Linked DNA regions of Pan troglodytes: all the other regions are linked to region 3. Evidence: chromatin contacts called from public Hi-C data. All regions are on one chromosome and are shown on one strand. The core of a region is the stretch at or near the end of the contact, and the rest is flanking DNA. Distances in the headings are between cores, read along the strand shown. Region 1 overlaps LPIN3 (lipin 3). Region 2 has its middle 11 kb from the start of LPIN3. Region 3 overlaps PLCG1 (phospholipase C gamma 1).

Region 1 (3,067 bases), core at 45-2,544, 180 kb before region 3:
TAGGCATACCGTCATTCCTTTCCCCCTCTGGGCTTCATACATGCTGTTCCCCACCCCTGGCCAGCTCAAGGCCCACCCATCCTTCAATCTCTGCACAGCGGGCACTTGCTTATCAAACCCCCTTGCCATGGGCTCTGCAAGCACTGCACACCCGTCCTTCCCAGTGCTCAGGACTGAATTATATTCATCTGGATGAGTCTTTGGTTAACTTCGTCTTCCTTTGAGAGCAGGGATAATTTTGTTTCGTTTATTCATGACTGTCCCCAGCCTAGGCCTGGGACATAGTAGGTACTCAAGAAATGTGTGCAGATAAAGAAAGTAAGCACCCTTCAGCCCAGCCTGGAGGAATAGTCTTCAGGCAAGGTGAAGGGTGCAACTTCCATTTCCCAAACCCCGTATTTCAGATCCAAAGGCTTCCCCATATTTCAGATGCAAAGGCCTCCTGCTAAAGACATGTCCTTGTTTAAGCATCTGTTGGATTTTTCTTCCCCTCTGGTTTGTCCTGAGCTCCTCTGAAGTCAAGTTTAAATACAACAGGATTCAGCCATGGCCAGGAAACCAGGGAAGGGTGAGGCAAGGCTTCAGGGACCTGTGTCGCCTCTCCCAGAGTGAGTCTTGCAGCCAGCTAGCCCCTGGCTCCCAGGCCCATCTCTGCTCACCCTTCACTTCCTTGCCAAGGGTCTCCGTGCCCTGAGTCTATGGCTACCTTCCCCAGCAGGGGCAGTGGTGCTCTAACCATTACCTTGGGCAAGTTTTTCTGGAAGGCTTGCAGGGAGAGGATCATGGGGGCAGCCACAGCCCAGTTATAATGCCTAGAGAGACAGAACAGGGCATCAGGCTGCAGCAGCTGCAGGGTTGTGCAGAGGGAAATGACTCTCCGGCTGCCAGCAGCCCCAGCTCTGGGACTTACTTTCCATTGATTTTCACCACTAGGTTTGGGTCATCCAAAAGTCCGGGGTTTTTGGTGAGGTCCTGGTAAGAGACGCTGTGCTGGTTGAATTTCTCTGGGCACAGAGGCAGAGTGAGGGGTGAGGCTGGCACATTCCATGTGACCCGCTGCCCCAGCCCCCTGGTGCTCCCCACTCTGCTGCTCACCTCCTGTCGGTTGGCTTTGTAACCTGGCAGTGCTCCTCCCTACCTGTGGTTTTTAAACCTGTTCCCACCCCAGGATTCACAGGATAACTCACAACTTAGCGTCAAGCATTTTGCTTCATGGGGACTTGGGAAGGTCCAGCCCCTGCTGGCGGAGTGTGGGCTGCACAGGGCAGAGAGCTGCAGGGAAGCCCAGCCTCTCACCTCTACTGCCCCACCCTCACGGTCTTCCCTGCCCGCCCCATCCTCTGGGCTCAGCACCAGCCCTCAAAAGGGCTTGGCCATAGTCGAACATACCTAGGGAGATGTCCCGGCTGTCAGCCAGTCCACCACAGAGGGACAGTGCTATTGTATCCACTGTGTCCAGAGTGGGTTCAGGTTCATGTTCAGGGTTGGGGTCCCTCAGGGACTTCTGACTGCTGGGTTCACTCCATCTTCTGGCCCCCAGCCCAGAGTCACTGCAGGCAAAGGGGCCAACAATGACAATACGAGGTGGGCGGGAGATGGGTCCTACCTCCTCACAGGCCCTTGATAGTGGACCCTTGGCCCCAGGAGCCCAGACCCAAGACACCCTGGCATCCAGAACCCAGGCACCTTTGGGGGAAGTAAAGCGCTGCATTCTCAGAGTCCAGGGAGGGCAAGTCATCCAGGTAGATGTCACTGGGGCCCAGGTGCTGGCTTCTCTTTGGGGAGCCTGAGAGTTGAAGAGAGGATATCTGTAGAGCTGACATGTGCTCAGCAGTGTGGACAGTAAGTGCCCTCTGACTCTGAATTCTCTAAGGCAGTGCTGCCCAGCAGAACCTTCTGCAGTGATACAAATGTCCCATGTCTGCACTGTCTGATATATTAGCTGCTAGCCACATGTGGCTATTGAGCACACTTAAAATGTGATCACAGTGTGACAGAGAAATGGAATTCTAGGCTGGGCGTGGTGGCTCACACCTGTAATCCCAGCACTTTGGGAGGCTGAGGCGGGTGGATCACAAAGTCAGGGGATCGAGACCATCCTGGCCAACATGGTGAAACCCCATTTCTACTAAAAATACAAAAATTAGCTGGGCGTGGTGACATGTGCCTGTAGTCCCAGCTACTCAGGAGGCTGAGGAAGGAGAATCACTTGAACCCGGGAGGCAGAGGTTGCAGTGAGCCGAGGTCGCACCACTGCACTCCAGCCTGGGTGACAGAGCGAGACTCCATCTCAAAAAAAAAAAAAATGGAATTTTATATTTTAATTGCAATTAATTTAATTTAATTTTAATTTTTAATTTTTATTTATCTGTCACCCAGGCTGGAGTGCAGTGGTGTGATCACATGATCATAGCTCGCTGCAGCCTTGAACTCCTGGGTTCAAGTGACCCTCCTGCCTCAGCCTCCTCAGTAGTTGGGACTACAGGCACATGCCACCGTGCCTGGCTAGTTAAAAAAAAATTTTTTTTTTTTTTTTTGTAGAGATGGGTTCTCACTACATTGCCCAGGCTTGATCTTGAACTCCTCAAGCAATCTTCCCACCTCAGCCTTCCAAAGTGCTGGGATTACAGGCATGAGCCACCATGCTGTCCCTAATTTGATTTTAAATAGCCACATATAGCCAGTGGCTACTGATTTGGACAGCACAGGTCTCGTGCTTTCCTAGCACTTTTAGATAAACCTGAGCTTGTGAGCTGGAGCCATCTGAGTCTGCTCATCTCCCCAACTTCCTATCCCGGCCGTCTTCCATTTCTTGCTCAAGGCACGCCAGCTGCTTTCAGTTTCTGGACATGAAACTTCTCTCCAGCCTTACATCCCTGGCACATACTGTTTCCTCTGCCTAGAATTCCCTTCCCCTGCTCCTCACTTGGCTGAATCTTCATTATCCATGTCTCAGCTCCAACATCACCTTCTCGGAGGGGCCTTCTCTGACCACCTGATTTAAACAGCTCCCATTCCAACCAATGACTATGCCTGTGGCACGCCCTTCCACACACGCAGCATCTGT
Region 2 (2,849 bases), core at 279-2,778, 160 kb before region 3:
TACACCCTGAGCCAGCATGGCTGTTTCTGGCCCACTGGGTGGCCAGGGGCTCGGGGTGGTGGGGCTGCCTCCAGCAGTCTGGGAACTCATCCATGTACTAGGCCTGCACCATGGCTGCAGATGCTAACAGGCAGAGTGGGGCTAGAGAGGGGAGGCTGCATGGAAGGGCTGCCACTGGGAGTGAGGTGCTGTTGTGATTAGAACTCAAGGCTCTCAGGAGCTGGACAAAAGGTAGAAACTGTTGTTATAGATGAGGAAAAGGAAACCAATTATTGAGTACACTTAAAGTATACTTGGTCAGATGCAGTGGTTCATGTCTTTAATCCCAACACTTTGGGAGGCTGAGATGGGAGGATCGCTTGAGCCCAGGATTTCAAGGTTGCAGAGCTGTGATTACACCACTGCACACCAGCCTGAGTGACAGCGTAAGACTCTCTCTTTAAAAAAAAAAAAAAAAAAGCACACTGGCTGTTTCCTCTGCCCAGAAGTTTCTTTCCCTAGATGCCTACCTGGCTGGCTCCCTCACTAACCTCAAGACCACACCAATGTCCATGAAGTCTACCCTGACCATGCCCAGACACCTCTCTGTGCTCTAATCTTTTCCAGTAGCCCTAACAACTTCCTTGAGTGCTAATTTACTTCTTGAGGATGTCTGGTATGTGTGTGTCTCCCTCCAAAAGAATGCAGGCCCCGTGAGGACAAGACATCTGATCTGTCTTCACTGACAGTTCCTAAGAACAGTCTGGGGCCGGGCACGGTGGCTCACGCCTGTAATCCCAACAGTTTGGGAGGCCAACACGGGTGGATCACTCGAGGCTAGGAGTTCAAGACCAGCCAGGCCAAGATGGTGAAACCCTGTCTGTACCAAAAATACAAAAATTAGCCAGGTGTGGTGGTGCATGCCTGTAATCCCAGCTACTGGGGAGGCTGAGGCGGGAGAATTGCTTGAACTGGAGGTGGAGGTTGCAGTGTGCCGAGATGGTGCTACAGCACTCCAGTGAATGAGACTCCGTCTCAAAAAAACAAACAAAAAGCATCTGGCACATAGTAGGTCTCTGATAAAGATTAGTGAGTGAATGTCCACATCTTTAAAGGTTTTGCCTGTACTTTGAAGTCTCCGTTCCTTGGGGCTGCCTCTTTGCCCAGTACTCTTGACCCTGTCCCAGGTGATATGACCTGTTGCCCAGTGTCTGCCTGATCAGTAGGGTCTTCCTAGAGTGCCAGCGTTTTGACCTCCATGTGTCCCCACTAAATTGCCAGCATGTGTGAAATACTAAATTCCAGCTGTTTTTGTTTTTGCAGGGCAAGAGGGTTAAAGAAGGAGTAGGAAGAGGGGGAGCTGATGAGAGGAGCAATGGTCAGAGTGGAGGGGGTGGAGAGAGAATACAGTCACAGATTTCCCCACCCCATCAACTTTCCAAGCAGCTCAGAGCGGCAGCAGAGCTGCGAGTGAGGGCTGCGCACCACATATCCGGAGCTGTGTGCCACGTGGCAGAAGCTGTCCCGTTGAGTCATGGGATGTACTGCTGCACTGCTCTAGAGTTTGGTGTGTAGAGTATTTTTGGTTTTTACAGTCCAGCTCTCTGTGTAATGACTTCCTTCCCGTGGCCTTGTTCATCGAGGTGTCCCTGAACGACTAGCTGAGTCACAACATTCCTTGCAGCTTAAAACACTGACCCAAGGCAGTTTCTCCATGTAGTTAGGGACTTAGAAGGCTGCCAGGGAGTGCCTAGGGAAGACAGTCTGTAGTGCTCCTGTCTCTAACAGGCACCCCTCCCCGAAAACATTTAAAAAGCAAGTGAAAATAGAGAACAAATTCCATCTGTTAAGTCACTAGGAAATGGCCTCAGCCCTGCCACAACCTGAAGAATAATTTGTCGGTGACCATGAAGTCAATTTCAAATTGAATCGGGGCACCAGGAATCAACATCCATCGTCTCAGTGTTACTGCAACGCGAAGGGTCAGAAACCCACGTGAAGAGATTGGACTGGTGGGAATATAAACTTGCTCAGCCCTTCTATAAAATAAGCCAGTAGTTCTGAGTAAAATTAAGTATGCATAGGGCTCAGTAGTGTAGCAGCCTGGAAATACATCTTGAAGAAAGTTTGCTCAGATCCACAAGAAGACAAGCAGGAGGTTATTTGTTACAGTGTTAATGGCATACAGGAACTAGAGGCAAAGGAACTAGGGGATGAGTTAGTAAAATGTTGTGGATACATACCTTGGAATTCTACATGAAATAGACATAAAACAGCATGGATGGAATTTATAGTGTTAAGTGGAAGAAAACAGTAAAAGATTTAAAACACAAGGCCAGGCGTGGTGGCTCATGCCTGTAATCCCAACATTTCAGGAGGTCAAGGAGGGAGGGCTGCTTGAAGCCAGGATTTTGAGATCAACCTGGGCAACAAAGCAAGAGGCTGTCTGTACAAAAAAAATTTGTTTAATTATCTGGCTATGGTGGTGCATGCCTGTAGTCCTAGCTACTCTGGAGGCTGAGGCAAGAGGATTGCTTGAGCCCAAGAGTTGGAAGCTGCAGTGAGCTATGATCACACTACTGTGCTCCAGTCTGGGCAGAGGAGTGAGACCCTGTCATGCCAAAAAAAAAAAAAAAAAAAAAAAAAGGTGGGGAGAGATTTAAAACACAACCTTTTTTCAGTTTTACTGAGGTATAATTGATGTATAATAAAACACATATCTAGGCCAGGCGCAGTGGCTCATGCCTGTAATCCCAGCACTTCGGGAGGCCGAGGCGGGCGGATCACAAGGTCAGGAGATCGAGACCATCCTGGCTAATGTGGTGAAACCCCGTCTCTACTAAAAAATACAAAAAATTAGCTGGGCGTGG
Region 3 (2,952 bases), core at 419-2,918:
AGCTTCTCACCCTGCCCAGCTGTGGTTTTAAAGCTACAGGACAATGTAAACTTTGTTTCCCTGGCCCAGCAAGGCTCCTCCTCCTCCTCCACTCTTAGGAATGTCAGTAGCTCCTTGGAGTCTCCTGTGCCACTGGCTGAGGCAGCCTCTCTCTCCAAGGGGCTTCGGCCATGGTCCTGGCCCCACAAGATGGAAGGATCCATCTCCAGAAGTCAGGGCCAGATGTGTGTGCTTAATGCGAAACACAGTACAGTTTTTGCCTTCATCCAGAGCTGGGGCACGGAGGCCCAAAACAGTAATAACATCTCATTAATGGCTTGGTTTCTGTCTAGCATTCACTGCTGGAATCCAGGCTTCAGGCTGCGAGACCCGGAAGGCCGCCACAGGGGGCTGCTTCCAAAGAACCCAGTTCGCGGCATTCTACAAGGCGCACAGCACCTGCTGCTCTCCAACGAGGCTGGGGTACAACTAGAGGCGGTTGTCTCCATTGACCCGAGTCCTTCTTGGGGCCCTGGACAGAAGGGAAGAGTGTCCTTACTGGCAGGCAGGGCCTTGCAGCCCAATGCCAGACAATATTACAACTTTTCTACCCAGGAGAAAGAAACACTGAAGAAGGAGGACCTAGCCACTGCCTTCCTGGCTCTAGCACCCCTCCATCTTCCTCACCTTCGTTCTCGACTGTCAAAATGGTCTGCGAGATGCTCCTGGGAGATGCGGAAGTCCTCAAACGGCTGCTGGTAGCGGGATTCAAAGGAGCCTTCCCGGGCTCGGCCGTGAAACAGCTGGCCTGTGGCATCTGAGCCCCGCTCCCGCAGGGACGTACCACTGAAGGGACTGAGGTCACCATTCTCCTGCTTCAACGAAGCCAGGTGCACAAGAGGGTCAATGACTCCTCTGCACTTCTGGAGGCTGCTGCCTGGCTCTCCTCCCACCTACCCCAGGCCAGCCCACCCCTGCTGCAGATACCTTGGCAGGGAAAATGTCAATCTTGATCAGCAGGGAGGCCAACTCCAGGTCCTCACTGTAGTTATTCTTCAAAGGCACTGCTCTGTATCCTAGGAGGAGGAAAAGCCTGGCCCTCAGCCCACGAGGGACAGAGCAAGGGGCCCAGCCCCACCCTGCCAGCAAGATTGCAGGGGCACTGCCTCCAGGAATGGTCCTCACCTGTCTTCAGGCCTTTTACTGGGAAAGTAGCCTGAGCCAGGAAATTCTGGTCACTAAACATGTCTTCCTCATACACCACGAAGCGCAGAAAGGCAAATTCAGGGTTACTGATCTGGAAGTGGAAGGGCTTGGCTGGCCATACAGGGTTGAGTCCATTGTCCACTGTGAAGGCAACGACAAAAGGCTTCAGGTCACCCTGGGAGAGGATGGGATGACTGGTGGGGAGAGGCTTGCAGTGCCCCAGCAGGATGAGGAGGATGACTGGGAAGACAGACTGACCCACAAACTCTGTCTTCTGCTTGGTGCTGTCATACTCAGCTCCAGCCACCTCAATCTCCACAAAAGGACACACAATGCCTCGGCCATTCTTTGGCAGATGTCGGGCCCCCAGCACCTGTAGGCAGACAAAGAAGGGCCTGGGATTGTCCCTCCTGCTCCCTCCAATCCCCCACTGCGGAGGCTCAGGCAGCATCTGTGGAGTGGAGGCAGCGCGCCCTCTGCTGGGCCCCCGGGACACTGCCCATGGAGTCCCTCACAACATCAGGGACCCTAAGCTGTCCAGAGCAGCTGCTGCCTGTAGTTTATCTGAAGTCTGAGCTTTAGCCAAAATTTCCATGTGAGTTTTGCAATCTACTTCATGTTAAATCCATTACTATTTTAACACAGAAATCTTTTAAATGACCTCCCCTTAGGGAAAAAAAAGATCTCATCAGAACAAAACAAGTCATCAGAACAAGTCACACCATGGCTCTGCACGTCCTAGATGCATAGTGACTGCATGCTATCTTCACCCCTTCAAAGACTCAGCTCAGGCCCCACCCACCCTGACCACCTTGATGCCTGAAAATACCTACTTTTGGAGAACTCAACATAAACAGACTCCAACGGCAAGCAGCCCCTTTCCTACCCTGAAGCCCAGATGAGCAGCACCCACCTCAATAGAGATGGCACATGGCTCCAGCCCGCGGAGGCTGCTCTTGTCAAAGGGGTCGAAGGCCTCATCCCGCATGGTGCTTGGCTGCAGCACGTAGCCACAGTGCCTGCCCGTCATGAAGAGGGCCTGGTTCATCTGCATAGGCTTGTCTGGAAGAGGCAGATTATGGTGTATTCCAGTCCAGCTGCCCCACAGTGCCCCTCCCCACCCTCCTCACAGGGGACTTCCTCACCAGGGGTCTGGAAGTTGAGGGCCACAAGCTGACTGCCACAGATCCACATGGGCAAAGGATCGTAGTTGGAGGAATCCAGTCGCTGGCCCTTGGGGTAGATGCGGGAGAGCTGCAGTCGATTGTACTGAAGGAACTTCTTGCCTTTGGCCTTGTTCACGTATTTCTCAGCCTTGGTTTCCGGGAAGGATGACATGTCCCGGTAGCAAGCACGTTCTGTGCCAATCTCTGGGCCAAACAGGGAAAACACTTACAGAGCCCGCCCACCCAGGAAGTGTTGGGGGGATACCTAAATACTCTTTTTGCACCCACCAGGCCCTCCAGGCACATGCACACCCCGCCTGGGCCCTGGCCCTTACTCTCTTCATCGAAGGGAACAGGCCGGCAGTAGACGACAAGTTCAGAGAGCTCCAGGGCAATCTTCTTCCTCCGTTCCATTATCTTCCCTTCAGTGAGCTGGTGACACACACAAGGCCCTGTAGCCCCAGGCTACAGCCCTGCCCAGGAGAAGGAAGCCCCTGCCAACCTTGGGCATGCCCATACTGCAGGTGCTCTGGGCCCCTCTCCCACCTTCCCCTGTACCTTCCAGACACCACACCCAACAGTAAATGAGAGAGCTCTGGCC

What was found. A called contact is a pair of places that touch in the nucleus more often than the background predicts.
Region 1: a Hi-C map of induced pluripotent stem cells shows a contact between it and region 3, with 1.9 times the contacts expected there. The contact joins two enhancer-like sites. A contact is called at or near these places in 2 of 7 Hi-C or Micro-C datasets (induced pluripotent stem cells and a lymphoblastoid cell line).
Region 2: a contact with region 3 is called in a Hi-C map of stem cell-derived neural progenitor cells, with 3 times the contacts expected there. The contact joins two enhancer-like sites. A contact is called at or near these places in 4 of 7 Hi-C or Micro-C datasets (blood, induced pluripotent stem cells and stem cell-derived neural progenitor cells), 1 of 1 datasets of contacts at active chromatin or transcription factors (stem cell-derived excitatory neurons) and 1 of 1 other capture datasets (stem cell-derived neural stem cells).

Annotation. Positions count from the first base shown.
Region 1 is chr21:47,619,223-47,622,289 of NHGRI_mPanTro3-v2.0_pri, reverse strand. LPIN3 (lipin 3) reads right to left here. Exons shown (of 21, transcript XR_010154026.1): 8 at 1,687-1,786; 9 at 1,390-1,550; 10 at 911-1,004; 11 at 743-812. Among named protein-coding and RNA genes, the nearest start is that of LPIN3, 11 kb to the right of the region's middle. Within about 2 kb of position 1,294, at least 1 of the 24 cell types and tissues checked has an H3K27ac peak or open chromatin away from gene starts, as enhancers often do. A contact at or near this core is called in induced pluripotent stem cells, where this site is marked.
Region 2 is chr21:47,597,105-47,599,953 of NHGRI_mPanTro3-v2.0_pri, reverse strand. It overlaps the pseudogene LOC100609032. Among named protein-coding and RNA genes, the nearest start is that of LPIN3, 11 kb to the left of the region's middle. Within about 2 kb of position 1,528, at least 7 of the 24 cell types and tissues checked have an H3K27ac peak or open chromatin away from gene starts, as enhancers often do. A contact at or near this core is called in stem cell-derived neural progenitor cells and stem cell-derived neural stem cells, where this site is marked.
Region 3 is chr21:47,439,622-47,442,573 of NHGRI_mPanTro3-v2.0_pri, reverse strand. It overlaps PLCG1 (phospholipase C gamma 1), which reads right to left. Exons shown (of 33, transcript XM_054674891.2): 26 at 2,687-2,783; 27 at 2,331-2,555; 28 at 2,099-2,247; 29 at 1,444-1,558; 30 at 1,165-1,326; 31 at 967-1,055; 32 at 667-854; 33 at 1-511. The coding sequence ends at 469. Among named protein-coding and RNA genes, the nearest start is that of PLCG1, 37 kb to the right of the region's middle. Within about 2 kb of position 1,668, at least 9 of the 24 cell types and tissues checked have an H3K27ac peak or open chromatin away from gene starts, as enhancers often do. A contact at or near this core is called in induced pluripotent stem cells, stem cell-derived neural progenitor cells and stem cell-derived neural stem cells, where this site is marked.